Linked DNA regions of Hordeum vulgare: all the other regions are linked to region 3. The links are chromatin contacts, called in public Hi-C maps. All regions are on one chromosome and are shown on one strand. Each heading gives the region's core, a stretch centred on a gene start, on an enhancer-like site or on the middle of the called end of the contact. The rest is flanking DNA. Distances are from core to core; before and after follow the strand shown. Region 1 holds the start of LOC123402040 (UDP-glycosyltransferase 72B1-like). Region 2 holds the start of LOC123401904 (KIN17-like protein). Region 3 holds the start of LOC123401092 (dolichol kinase EVAN).

Region 1 (2,700 bases), core at 157-2,656, 330 kb after region 3:
GCGTTAACATGGCTCCCGTGGCCCGGTGGCCGAGGACCCTGACCTGCGGGGCCCAGGATGGAACCACCAGGCCCACCTCCTTGGTCCTCTCAAGGAACCCAGATGGCAGGAACTTGAGTGGATAGTCCTTGCTCTTCGACCCGTCGTAGTAGTTGGCACCCGGGTCGGCCCCGCTGTCGGTGGGGCTCCTCACGATCCACAGAAACCGTTGTCCGGAGAGCTCCAGCCCGCGCGCCAGCTCGTCCATCTGCGCCGCGGAGAGCGCGCCTCCGCTGCCGAACGAGACGAACAACACCGACTTGTCGGGCTGCGCGTCGAGCCACCTGATACAGCCGGTGGCATCGTCGTCGCCGTCGTCAGGCTGCCGTATGACCGGCCCAACTGGGTACACCGGCGGACGCCCTTGCTCGGGCTGCCGGAGGATCGCCGCCGCGTTCGGCTCGATGGCGTCGAAGGTGTTCACAAGTATGCCGTCCGCGTCGCGGTACCTCTCACCGTGGTGCACCATCCAGCGGTAGGCGTCGCTGGTCCTGTCCTGGAGCGGCTGCAGGATGTCGGCGCCGGGCACGGCCACGCAGCCGGGCAGCCTTATGGGCTCTGTCTGGTCACGGAACTGGCCGTCCAGCTCGGTGTCGAGGCGCGGGAGGTGGAGCATGAGGGAGAGCATCAGGAGGTTGGACGGGAAGAAGAGGTACGCCGGCACGCCGACGTCGCGCGCCGCGCGCAGCGTGTCGGCGCCGAAGAGGTCCGCCACGAAGGCGACGAGGCTGCCGTCCTTCCCGAGGCCCTCTAGGAGATTGGCCAGCGCCGGCACAGAGCGCTGGGCCTCGACGGAGAGCAGCGTCTCGATGGCGGCGCCGGCGGCGACGAGGTCGTCGAGCGGGACGGCCGGGAGGGACGCGGAGCCGACGGCCGGCGGGAGGGATGCCAGGAACGCGCGCTGCGCCGCGGAGTCGGAGCTGGCGTAGGTGACGACGGTGGCCGTGAAGCCGTGCTCCGCGTGCAGCCGCCGCGCCAGCTCGGCCACCGGCACCACGTGACCCATGCCCGGCGACGAGAGTAGCGCCACATGCGGCGCGCGCGCGGCGCCCCGGTCGTCGCTCTCGCCGGCCATGCCTTGGTGGACGCACGTACGGTACGGAGAGACTGAGTCGAGCACTCGATCGACCAGTGGCTTAAAAAGATGAAAAATGTGTGGACCTGGGAAACGATGGAACGGATTGGCCCTATATGTAACGCCAGATCGATCTGTGTCTGAATGACTGTCTTATGGCCAAACGGAACTGTGGTTGCTCCGTCGCTGCCGTCCTTCTTTTGTGCTAATTGTGCTCGTCACGATACATGCCGGAGAAAGCATTTGTTGAGTGGACATCATAAAAAAGTTGGGCAAGGCTAGCTAAATTTGGTACTACAGCTACGGTGGATTAGTGTGACTAGCAAAAAGGGGCCGTGGGTTGCAAAAGAAGAAAAACAATTATAATCTTCAATGATGCAGATCATATTATGTTTTTTAAAAAATAGGACATTTCTTGAGATGCTTGAACATTTTTTTGAATTAGCAAACATTTTTTTTCAATTGCAGTCAAAAAATAATACACAATTTTTTTTTTCAAAATCATGAAATTTTATTTTTTTCACAAACATTGTACCCCATATAAAGAAAGGTATTAATTAAGGATGTAAACATTATTTTGGAAATAATTAACATGAAAGATAAGATTACATTTGAAATCTACATATTTTTTAAATTATTTCGTATATAACTTCTGAAATTTGAAGTTAGAGTTTAGAAGATATGAATATATAAATGTATTTGAATCTGCAAAAAATAGAAACGTTAAAAATAAAATAGTTGGGCCAAAGTTCTTCAAACGCCTCATATAAAAAGGGTACTGTATTAACTAAGGATGCAAACACAATTTCAAAAATAATTATCATAAAAAATAATATTATATTTGAAGTCTATATATTTTTAAAGCTACTTCATATATAACTTTTGAAATTTAGAGTTAGAATTTAAAAGATATAAATATTTAAAAATATATTTGAATCTACAAAAGTAGAAACATTAAAAAAATTGAACAGAAGTTGCAACAGTGCAGCTCTAACGTACGTCAGCCTGAAATCAAGTAGAAAAAAGAAACGAAGAAACTCGGTGGTGGTGGGGGTCGAACTTGGGTATCGTGCGGGAAAGTTGAAAGCTCTAGCCACTCGGGCTACTGTCAATCTGGTGTATTTAAAGGGGCCGATCGCTAGATGAACCAAACACACTGGGTCGCGAATTTAAAACAGGCAGCGACGGACGACAGAAGCAGTACGCGCTTTATTAGTAGGTAAGATAATCAGGGGGTGTTTGTTTCCATGGACTTTTTGGTATAGAGACTAAAAAAAATTCCTTTTAGTCCCATGTGAAACAAACAGGATGGACTTTTAGGGACTAAAAGGGGGTATTATGGGACTAAAGGAAGAAGTACCTACGGGAGGGTCTTTTGGGGACTTTTTTGGCACTTTTTCCAATAGTGCCCCTACTTTTAGCATGTCTTTTAATAACTTCTAGTATATTACTAGGGGTAGCGTGTTCTTTTTGCGTGTTATTTAATGACCTCTAGTCTCTGTTTTGTTCATAAAAACAAACGGGCAGGGACTAGGAACTTTTTAGTTGGGACTAAAAAAAGTCCTGGGACTTCTGAAACAAACAGG
Region 2 (2,700 bases), core at 161-2,660, 370 kb before region 3:
ATGTCTTCATACTCAATGGCCTTGAGAACTTTCCCATCATAGAGGCCTTTCTCAACCTGCAGTTTGGCAGAGAATCTCTCCGTGTCCACTGAGAGCAACCTAGCATTTGAGCCCCGGTAAGCCCCGTTAACAATCCGCACCAGCCCGCCAATCTGCGGGAGGACAGTCTCAAGCTCATCTTGGTCGACCCTGAGAACATGCTTGCTCTCCAGCATCTCAATCTCCCCGACATACTTATCTATCACCCTCTTCACTAATCCCTTCTGCTTGTAGTACCCCTTCTCGGCCAGCGACTTGCTCATCACCTTGACAACGATACCAGGGCACAGCCAGTAGTCCTTCCGGTTGCTCCGCTCCTTGGCCTTCTCCTCCTCCTTCATCAGATCATCGATTGCCGACCTCCTGGTGTCCGTTGCTTTCCCTGCAACTTTCGCCTTCTTGTTGGGCACCTCCTCCTCTTCCTCCTCGAAGCCAAACTTCATCTTTGGCTTATCATCAAAAGGATTAATCTTAGGCGGCGGTGCAGCCCGCTGGAGTGCAATTGCAATCTTCGCAGGTGCCTTGCTGGCCTCTTTCCCATCCTCCTGGTGTTCTTCCTGATCATCGTCCTCGTCTGATCCCGAATACTCGTTGTCGTCATCGCTACCAACGTCATCATCAGAATTAGCATCATTGTCGTCGTCTTCGCCATTAGCCTGGGCTTTCTGGGCGCGCTCGATCTGCCGGGCAATCATGAGCTCCTGGCGCTCGTCCTCAGCTAGGTCGGACTTGACCCTCTTGCGCTTGAGCCTGGCCTTGATGGCCTGCTCCGAGTCCCTGTCGATGTAGGTGATGAACCATCCCTTGGGGGTGTCCTCGACCTTGGCGTGGCCCTCGCGGCCGAGGAACTTGACGAACTCGGTGAGCGTGGCCCAGCGGGTGGAGTTCATGTGCACGTGGTGGCGGTCGGCGATGAACTCGTTGTAGATGACGGTGGCGGCGACGCGGGAGCTGCGGTGGGCGCGGCGGAGCAGGGTGAGGAACTCCTCGAGGAACTCGTCGGAGAAGCCCTCGACGACGCGGTCAGGGGCCTGGCCGAAGATGGCCATCTGCCGCTGGTGCGACTCCGACATGCAGTGGCACTTGAAGCCGTTCTCGTCGCGGCACTGCTTCTGGCACATCTGGCAGTACCACCGGAGCTTCTGCAGCCCCTTGGCCTTGATCCGGTTCGCGATCGCCTTGGGCGTCAGGAAGTCGCCCTTCCCCATCGCGCCGCCTGCGCCGACGGGAGCGCGTGGGGAGAAGGGAGGGGGGTTGCGAGGGGCGCGGAGTTTGGGACGGTCGGCGAGCGGCGGCGGCGGTGGTTGGCGGCCGGAGAGATCCGCGAGGGCGAGCGGTGGATTAGGGATTGGGGATTGGACTGTGGAGTAAGTTTGGAGACGCTGGAATCTCGAGGGCTTATTAGCAAGCCAGCACGTACCGAAACCGACACGGTGGCTAAGTATACTACTCGGACACGTATAGCGATTTTACTTTTTCAAATACGCAAGGATTAGAATAACAACATCCCATCAAAACAAATATAATAGGTTGGTACTGGGCGCGCAGGCCGCAGTGTGACCGTCAGATCTGCAGGGCATATCGTTAGATTCATTTATGCGGCAATTTTTTCTCGATGCAACAAATTTCGTCCACGATGCAGCAATTTTCGTCAATGGTTGCAACAAAAATAAAGTTGTAGCAAAAAAAAAACGTGATCGTAGCAAAAAAACGAAGTTGATGATGCGTGGTAGCAAAATAAAATAAGGGTTGTAGCAAAACAATCCGGTGAACTCGGGTTGCAACTCTCGTGAACGTGTATGCAACTTTTTTAGTGAATGGTTGCAGCAAAAAATGATGCCGGTTGTAGTAAAAATTAACACGGTTGTAGCAAAAAAAATCCAACGAACTCGAGTTACAACCAAACGATGTAGTTTTTGTAATGAACAAATTGTAACAAAAAAGGAAACACTTGTAGCAAATTTTACCGCGGTTGTAGCAAATTTGGACAAAAAATGTTGCATGGACTGACAAGCCAGCGCGGGCCGCGCACGACCGGCCGAACTGTTCGGCCAGCGCGTCGATCACAAGCGTTTACCATATAATAAGGACACATAATGTCGGGATATAACCCGCCTTGTTGGACCGGGTCATACTCATAGCGACTCATAAGCACTACGTTAGGTGGACGAGACGCAAAGGAACAAGACTGACAAGGCAGCTTATCAATTAAGCCGTCTGGTGGTCCAATACCCGAAGACGACGACTTAAGGCCCAAGAGGTGGAAGGTCGTCCAGAAATTCCTTGCTCAAAAGGCAAGGAGAGGTAGAGGCATACTCGGTCACGAATCGTAACACGACTCGGACCCTTGTAAGCCCAGGGCCTCGACCTATATATAAAGGCAAGCCCCTGACGCCAATAGACTTAAGTTACAATCGATCAATAGCTAGGTCGAGCGAATTCGCTCCCTTGTAATTGATCTTCAAGCAATACACACAAAACATGACGTAGCCTTTTACCTCCGATATAGAGGGGTCGAACGTGGGTAAAATGTGTCTCTCGATTCGGATCAACCCCGACAAGCTAATCACCCAATTGCGATGGCCTCACGACTAAGTCCTCGCACTAGGGCATCTGTGTGATGAAACCACGACAGTTGACATCCACCATGGGGCGAGCACA
Region 3 (2,700 bases), core at 171-2,670:
ATACATTCTGCTTGCAATTGATCATGGACATATATTTTTGTATGATATACATGTTTTGTGCTAAAATGTATAAATTCTGTCAAGAATATTATTTGCTACTCCATATGTAGTCCATATTCAAATCTTTACAAAGACTTATATTTAGGAACAGATGGAGTAGCTAGTAGTGTTCATAGTAAATAGCTACTCAGTTTAAGTAGAATCAGCTGTACAGGGAGTAGCGCACTGACCCATTGAGTGTATGTTCAAATAAATAGCTGCTCAGTTTAAGTAGAATCAGCTGTGCATGTCATTTTAGCATGCGAGCAGTAGCAAGTGGTGCTTTATCTGTGTTGTCATGTTTCCTTTTGCATTTTGCTGTATGTTGTATTTTTCTTTTGCTCTCTACAAATAATACAAAAGCAAGAATCTGATATGCAAACGCATTGACAGGCAGGATGTGCATGTCCATGTATCGTCACCCACATGCATCAGTGCAGATGCATGTGAAGCTTGAACTGGGGTGGTATTTGAATTAGTGCTCGCATTTATTTGAACTGGTGTTGTTTGTTCTTGCAAAGTCTGTTTTTATGAAGCTGCATTTTTGTATTTGCAGGCTTGTTGCTTCCTGAAGGGGGGGTGCAATCTTTAAGAAATATACATTTTTGTCCTGGTTGACTGTAGTGCTTTAACCTACTGCTGGAGACCTATGGACTAACCTTCTCAGAACTGTTGTGTTTTCAGGGTATTTCTTTCCAAGTGTTCCACTGAAGAGTCTTCTTATCTTGATCTGCGACCGGGCGAGCGACGTGGCAGAGAAGCATGTTTATTTCGCCGTGGCTGATAATATGTGAAATCAAGTCCTTAATAGTGAAGACAATACAATCATACTAGCATGAACATCGTCTTATTTATCATGTATATTTGGTTATGATGGCCAGCCTCTGCTGTCAAAACTCTGTTTTAGCGATGTCTTGTAACGCTGTAAACCGTCAAGCTCTGTACTATGTGTGCTGTGGCATGATTATGTCTGGAATGCTTGCGTTGTTTTACGGTTGATCACCTTTCGTTGTTTTACGGTTGATCACCTTTCGTGTTAAACACATATTGTTTGCTGAGTCCATGTTTCTCAATGACTGATGTTCAATTGGCTTGAACCACGCAAAATGCATGGTATATGTATTTATCAATGTTCTAACGTTCTTTGAAGACGTAGATAATTTCGCTGGATATGTAATGTGCCGCCACTGGCAAATTCACGATCTTGAACGGTGCAAACGCCGGTATGTCGTGCCCGAGCGGCGGCATGAAGAAGCGAGCGGCCGTGGCGACCTGGTCTCCCCGACGGACCCGCCAATTATGACCGAGACCGGAACGAACCGAGTCGTGTGGTCAGTCACCCACCCAAAGCTAAGCGTCCCAGCCAAGCCAAACCAAGCTACCCAGAAGCCACGCGCACGCGGCGCGCGAGCGCAACCAACTGCTGCCCAGCCCGCCCGCCCTCCCATCACCGGCCGGTTCGCGCCGTGTCTCCGACGCCACCTCCCTCCCTTGCCCGCCCGGATCCTCGACGGCGCCGCCCATGGCGTCCTCCTCGCCGCTGCTCACGGGGGAGCGCCTCGTCGTCTTCCTCTTCGCCGCGCGCGTCGCGCTCGCCGCCCCGGCCCGCCTCGCGGCCCCGCTCGCGCTCCTCGCGGGGGCCGCCCTCGCCGTCGAGCTCGCCGTGGACCGCTCTGCCGCGGCCCCTTCCCCCCCTCTCCGCCGGTTCAGGACAAGGTGCGCCCCCCGCTCTCCCTCGCCTCTTTCCCATCCCCCACCCCACGGGATTAAACGAAACCATCGCGATTCGGCCGCCCAGGCGGATTCCCCAGAGCGTAAATTTGGTCTCGTTCGGTTCCCCCGCCAGAAGAATGAGAGCGAGGTCCCCTCGCAAAAATCTCTTCCACGAAATGGTCAAGACGATGGTCGCTGCCTCGTTTCATCGGGTTGTCAACACAATTGGGGAATAATTGGCGGCGTAGTTAGGGCAATAGCAGCTGGGGATGCAGATAGGAGCTTATTCCTTGGTTGAATTGTTGATTTAACATACACAGTAGAAATGCGACTTATTCAATTATTCATGGTGTAGCGACTACCATCAAGTATAATGTACAAGTTCAGGCGGCCTGTTAAGATTTATTTTAGGTCCTATGATGCGCACCCCTAATTGCATTTTAGCGACGATCTCCGAGTAGAATGTGGAACTTCAGAGGGTCTGTTGAGATTTATTTTAGGTCCTATGATGCGTACCCCCAACTGCATTTTAGCGACTATCTCTGAGTAGAATGTAAAACTTCAGAGGGTATGTTGAGATCTATTTTAGGTCCACCTATGATTCGCAACCCCAATCGCATACCTTTACTGTACATCATATTTGAGTTGTGTGACTACTTAATTTTATCTCGTCTTTTGTGGCAAGCTACAAAATAAAATTGAACCTAGTGCTTGGCGCCTGACGTATATATTTATATATCCTCCAGGCCAGGTGCTTCATCAGGCATTCTTCTTGGCGCAACTACTTTGCCATGTGTCATGCTTGCACGGTTAATCCAGCTTTCGAGGATCTTACCGACAGACCCTAATGGAGCACAAGGTATACTCCTAATTTTATCATCTTCATCAACAATTGAACAAGTCAGAGGACTTGTGAAGTGCATTTATCCTCTGTTTTATGTGCTATTG

Evidence for each region. A called contact is a pair of places that touch in the nucleus more often than the background predicts.
Region 1: a contact with region 3 is called in a Hi-C map of leaf, with 2.7 times the contacts expected there. The contact joins the promoter of LOC123402040 here to the promoter of LOC123401092 in region 3. A contact is called at or near these places in 2 of 6 Hi-C or Micro-C datasets (leaf and seedling).
Region 2: a Hi-C map of seedling shows a contact between it and region 3, with 8 times the contacts expected there. The contact joins the promoter of LOC123401904 here to the promoter of LOC123401092 in region 3. A contact is called at or near these places in 4 of 6 Hi-C or Micro-C datasets (leaf and seedling) and 1 of 1 datasets of contacts at active chromatin or transcription factors (embryo).

Annotation. Positions count from the first base shown.
Region 1 is chr6H:59,406,390-59,409,089 of MorexV3_pseudomolecules_assembly, forward strand. LOC123402040 (UDP-glycosyltransferase 72B1-like) reads right to left here and starts at 1,407. Exons shown (of 1, transcript XM_045095899.1): 1 at 1-1,407. The coding sequence starts at 1,114.
Region 2 is chr6H:58,710,026-58,712,725 of MorexV3_pseudomolecules_assembly, forward strand. LOC123401904 (KIN17-like protein) reads right to left here and starts at 1,411. Exons shown (of 1, transcript XM_045095764.1): 1 at 1-1,411. The coding sequence starts at 1,247.
Region 3 is chr6H:59,081,156-59,083,855 of MorexV3_pseudomolecules_assembly, forward strand. LOC123401092 (dolichol kinase EVAN) reads left to right here and starts at 1,421. Exons shown (of 14, transcript XM_045094811.1): 1 at 1,421-1,755; 2 at 2,499-2,611. The coding sequence starts at 1,562. It overlaps LOC123401091 (splicing factor 3B subunit 1), which reads left to right. Exons shown (of 4, transcript XM_045094810.1): 3 at 433-505; 4 at 596-1,038.